2 separate regions of the Mus musculus genome follow, and region 2 is linked to region 1. The links are chromatin contacts, called in public promoter capture Hi-C maps. All regions are on one chromosome and are shown on one strand. Each heading gives the region's core, a stretch centred on a gene start, on an enhancer-like site or on the middle of the called end of the contact. The rest is flanking DNA. Distances are from core to core; before and after follow the strand shown.

Region 1 (2,513 bases), core at 8-2,507:
GAAGGCAGGAGATACAAATGGGGTTAGTTTATTGAGTCTTGATCAATAAAATTCAGCGTAGTGTATCAAATGAAGAAAATACTTTATGTAGTGGGACAGAGGCACACATCTTTAATCCCAGCAGATGGCTATGAGTTTAAGGGCAACCTGGTCTACACAGGGGATTCCCGGCCAGCCCTAAGACTACATAGCGAGACTTTCTCAAGAGGGAAAGATTGGTTTGGTTTTGTTGGGTTTTGTTTTTTGAAACCCTGTCACCCTATAGCCCAGGCAAATCCCCCAGTCTCATTGCCACATCTGCCTTTGTAGACTCCTTAGCTGTATTCCATTCTTCCATGGCTCAACCTGACCATTCCTAGAGGAGAACACACTAACAGTGCCTCTTGCAACAACACACCTAGCAGGCAGGCTCCCTCGGACCTGCTAACCCGTTCCTCTCCCCGTTTCTTTATTCTTTTCCTTCTCTCTCCCCACGTTCCTGGACCCATGTCCCCGTTCCATTAAGTTGCTTCCCCTCGCCTTCCTCCGTTCTGTTTCCAGCTGCTACTCTTGTATCCGGCTCCCAGAAACAGCTGGCCCGGGACTCTCATGCCTTTTACTTGGGGAACCCAAAACGTGGGAAGCAAGCTCTGTGGAAGCTACCTTTAGCTCTCCGCCCTCGATACCCCAGTGCAAAAGTGGGCGAGGACACCCAGGAGGGCCAGCATGACACCGAGCGGGACCTAGGTCCTTTCCCATTCGGCTTCATGACAGCTGCACCTCGAGGTCACCTCTCAGACCCGCTCGGACCCTCGGGGGACCCTGCCGCAGCGTTCCACCAAGCCTGACCCTTGCTTCCCCCTCAGCGACCGGCCCTGCGCATCCCCAGCGCCGCTTCCCGCACTCCCGGCCCGCCTCACCCGTCCCCCGGCACCTCCCGCAGCTTCAGCCCCAGGGCCTGCAGTTGGTTGGCGAAGCTCACAAACTCTTCTTCGCAGCCGCTGCCGCCAGGATCGGGCCGGTTCCGCCGCTCCTTGGCCAGCGCCCGGCGCGCCGCCCGCTCGTCCCGCTTACGCTCCGCCTCGGCTCTGCGGCCGCCGCTGCCCGGCCGGCTCTTCGCCGCTTGCTTTCGGGACATGGCTGCGGCGGCACACGGCTTCGCCGCGGAAGGAGCCGAAGCCGGAGCCGGAGCCGCAGAGCCCGGGGCCGCAGCCTCAGCCGGCCACCGGGCGGAGCGGCGCAGGGGGACGACGCCTGGCGACAGCGGCGCGGCCACTGCGCCGGCGCGGTCGCCTGGCAGCCAGGTCACGTGGTGGTAGCTCCGCCCCCGGGGCGGGGCCAGCAGGCACCATAGAGAAAGATAGGAAGACTAGAGAAGCACCTGTTTTGTTGGTTATTTTCTGCCCCCTCGTGGTGGGTAGTGCTCAGTGAGGCGCAGTGGGACCAGACAGGTCAAGGATGACTGAGGATGTCAGAAGAGAGGCAAGAGCAAAAAAATGCGGAAAAGAAGGAAAGGGTGACCGGGCCTGGTGGCGCACGCCTTTAATCCCAGCACTTGGGAGGCAGAGGCAGGCGAATTTCTGAGTTCGAGGCCAGCCTGGTCTACAGAGTGAGTTCCAGGACAAGGAAAGGATGATAAGGGAATATGTTTGTCTAGAATGCGCTAATCCGCAATCAATTACAAACGCCTGCGTGCGTGCACAGACCCTTTAAAAACTCAGCCTACAGTAGCTAGGGAAATAGCTCAGTCCATATAAGTGCTTGCTCCATATGCCAGGTTCGACCTGAGTTCGGATCTCCATCACCCACTTTAAGAAGGGTAGGCCTGTCAGAGAGCCCCTGTGATCCCATCCCTAAGGAGGAAGAGACAGCCCACTGCACTCACTGCCAGGCAGTTTAGCCAATCAGTGAGCTACAAGTTGGCTTACACTTCAAGATCAGCATCCATCCTTGGAGGCCATCAGGACAGGAACTCAAGCAGGTCTAAAACCCCCGAGGCAGGAGCTGATGCAGAGGCCATGGAGGGCGCTGCTTACTGGCTTGCTTCCCCTGACTTGCTCAGTGTTATGTTTTATAAAACGGCAGTATAATGTGGCGGCAGGAGAACCTCAGCAGGCCCATTCCTCTGAGGACTCACCACCATACGACAGGCCTAGAACAAAAGGAAGTTTATCGAGGGAAGGGAAGGGAACCTGGAAAAGGAGTAGAGGCAGAGAAAGGAGGGGGACAGAGAAGGACAGAAAGAGAAGAGAGAAACAGAGGTAGGGTCCAGTCAGGGATATGAGAGAGAGAGATTATGGTTAACAGTGGTCTTCAAACCTGGCAGGGAGAAACGCAAGCTGTTGCTAGGTAACTGTTGGGCAGAGCCTAAAGGAATTGACAACACGCAGCCTGCTTTCTTATAGAACCCAGGACTACACGCTTAGGGATGGCACCACCCATAATGGGCTGGGCCCTCCCCCATTGATCACTAATTAAGAAAAGCTCTACAGCCAGATCTCATGGAGACACTTCCTCAACTGAGGAAGCCAAAT
Region 2 (2,513 bases), core at 6-2,505, 140 kb after region 1:
AGTGCTAAGGAACAAAAGCAGGGTTTGTGTATACTAGGCAAGCACCCTGCAGAGCTCAGAGACCAGAGGCCCTGGGTGACAGCTGAAGGCCAGGGAGGGACAGTCAATAAAGGGCCTGTGATGGATGAGCCTACAGGAAAAGAGCAAGGTTCCCTTGTAAAGGGATTCATCTCTGGAGGGGAAGGAGGAGGTACCAGCTGGAGGCCAGAGCCCTGAGAGCATCTAGAGACCACTCTGGTGCCCACATGCCATCCTAGCACTTGGAGGCTGACATGGAAGGATTGTGAGTTTGAGGCCAACCCAGTCTGTGTAGTAACTATGCCCAGTTGGTCAGTTGCCCACGGGTCAAAGGCCCAACCTGCCCGGGCTCAGGCTGATGGCCCCTCTTTCTGCCTGTAGGGGAGACTGGCTGCTGAGCTTCGTGTACCGCACATCTTCCGTGCAGCTCCGCGTCGCCGGCCTCCAGCCTGTGCTGCTGCAGGACCGGAGGATGGAGAATGTGGACCTGACCTCCGTGGTGAGTCTTGGTCTGTCCCATTGGCCTGTGTATGAGGGGCACCAGGTCACTCCAGCACTTGGAGATGGTACCTGCACATACCTGCCTCTTGCGAGCTGAGCTCAATCCCAGCCGTTCCCTGGTGGCTATAATCCTCAAGCTACCCTCCAGGCAGGGACTGTTCTACCTCATTTACAGATGAGGAAATCAAGGGTTAGAAAACTTCCTGTCTCCTAACAAGCAATTCACAGGGCTGGATCCAAACCCCTAGAGTCCTCAAATTACCAAACCCCCTCAACACCTTCACCCCAGATGACCAGTCAGAGCTGTCCCGCCACCACCACCACCACCACACTTCCCCCATATATAACCAAAGCACGCAGAGGACTTCGGGGCAGGACATGGGCTGCACTCAAAGCAGTAGACCCTGGTGCCGGCCAAGCAAGAACATAATATAGCACTGGCCCATTATATGGGATGTTTACTGAAGATGCAAGGCCTAGGGCTCTGGGCTCATGAGTGCTCCCTAATATTAGTCCCCTCCTCTTCAGCCAGGTCACCACTCTCACTTCTCCACCCTGGAGACTAACTGCTCCCAGACCTCTCCCTCCTCAAAGACCTTGGCTTTGGCTCAGCTTTGTAGCTCTGCCTAATAATAGCTCTTTATCACATTAGGGGCCTCAGCAAAGCGGTGCTTCCCTCCTCTGACTAATTAGAGGTAATTAGCATTGCCTTTGTGTCCCTGCCTTTCCTTGGCAGCTTGCTGGAAGAGGGGCTGGCAGGGCTCCCTCTGTAGGACTTGCCTGGCAGCTCCGTTTGCAGCAGAGACTACAGACCTGTCTGTCCGTCCTCCCTGTGGCAGGCGTGGACAATGTCTGGGATGGATAAAGGGACCCTGGCTAAGATGCCGGTTTGCCTGTCAGCCTGCCCCACTCTAGGCTGCAGGAAGTGGAGGGTTTTCACCATCGCAGGGCTCACCGAGTGAAGCTGTCCAGGACAAATCTCTCCATGTCCCAGAGGATGTACCTGATGTCTAGGACTTAACAAAGAACCTGTCACAGAGTTCACAGTCAGTAATAGCACCAGCAGTGACAACAGCCACCCTGTGTCAGGAGACCCTACAAAAAGTCCCAGGAAGGCATACTGATCCACTGTCCAGATGTGGAAACCGAGGCTGGAGTGGCAAACTCGAGCATACCAGTGACTTTCTGCTCCTTGGCAGAAATACCTTAAGCGAGGAATTATCTGCGCTCACGGCTTAGTCAGGTTTCAGTCTGCCAGGGAGGGAAAGGTCCAACAGGAAGCAGTTCACAGAGGGATAGCTTGAAATCAAAGGGCGAGGGAGGAGCCAGGGTCTGGGTGTCCCATTGAAAGCCCACTTCTAGTGACCTACTCCACCCACAGGGCGCTAGCACAGGTTTCACAGCCTCACAACACCACCAGTTAGAGAATGAACCTGAGCCTGAGAGGACATTGTAGATTCAAGCCAGAAACCCAGGGAACTGCCTCAGAGCCTGGGCCCTCTGCCAGAATGTTGCCTGTGTTCCTAAACCTCCAGAGCCTGGTCAGCCATTTGCAGTCCTGCCAAACACGCCTGTATCCCCATGGTCTCCTGCCCATGCCAGCCCATATGGGGCTGCGGTTATTGTCAGCTTCATTTTACAGAAACAAGTGGCACTGGGGAACCCAGGGCCTAGTGGGCATGGGAAGGATCATCGGCATAGACAGGTGGGGTGGTGGCAGCCAGGCCAGGTCTCTTGTAAGGCAGGAAAGGGGAAATGTTGGGGCCCATTCCTGCCCACATGGACCTGGTAACTGGAGTCCACAGTCTCTTGGCCAATAGTCTAATAAGCCTTTGCTGGTTGACAGCATGTGCTGGGAGCTGCCTGGTGCGTCCTGGGGCTTTTTTTCATCAGTCATGAAAGATGGCTGCTTTACATTAGTGATGCCTGACTGTACCAGGCAGCAGGCAAAGCTCAGAGGGACAGCTGGGGAGGTGGTCATGGGCTGAAAACTT

The links. Promoter capture Hi-C pulls out the DNA fragments that hold promoters and counts their contacts.
Region 2: a contact with region 1 is called in a promoter capture Hi-C map of hippocampal neurons, with 5 times the contacts expected there. The contact joins the enhancer-like site here to the promoter of Otud3 in region 1. A contact is called at or near these places in 12 of 39 promoter capture datasets (the 3T3-L1 cell line, 3T3-L1-derived adipocytes, embryonic stem cells and 6 more), 12 of 484 Hi-C or Micro-C datasets (B cells, the CH12 cell line, bone marrow-derived macrophages and 7 more), 9 of 115 datasets of contacts at active chromatin or transcription factors (bone marrow-derived dendritic cells, craniofacial prominence, embryonic basal ganglia and 6 more) and 3 of 9 other capture datasets (adipose tissue, embryonic stem cells and pancreatic islet).

What each region holds. Positions count from the first base shown.
Region 1 is chr4:138,912,711-138,915,223 of GRCm38.p6, forward strand. Otud3 (OTU domain containing 3) reads right to left here and starts at 1,258. Exons shown (of 8, transcript NM_028453.2): 1 at 900-1,258. The coding sequence starts at 1,117.
Region 2 is chr4:139,053,501-139,056,013 of GRCm38.p6, forward strand. It overlaps Tmco4 (transmembrane and coiled-coil domains 4), which reads left to right. Exons shown (of 17, transcript NM_029857.3): 16 at 400-517. Among named protein-coding and RNA genes, the nearest start is that of Htr6, 21 kb to the right of the region's middle. Within about 2 kb of position 1,256, at least 23 of the 459 cell types and tissues checked have an H3K27ac peak or open chromatin away from gene starts, as enhancers often do. A contact at or near this core is called in hippocampal neurons and neural stem cells, where this site is marked.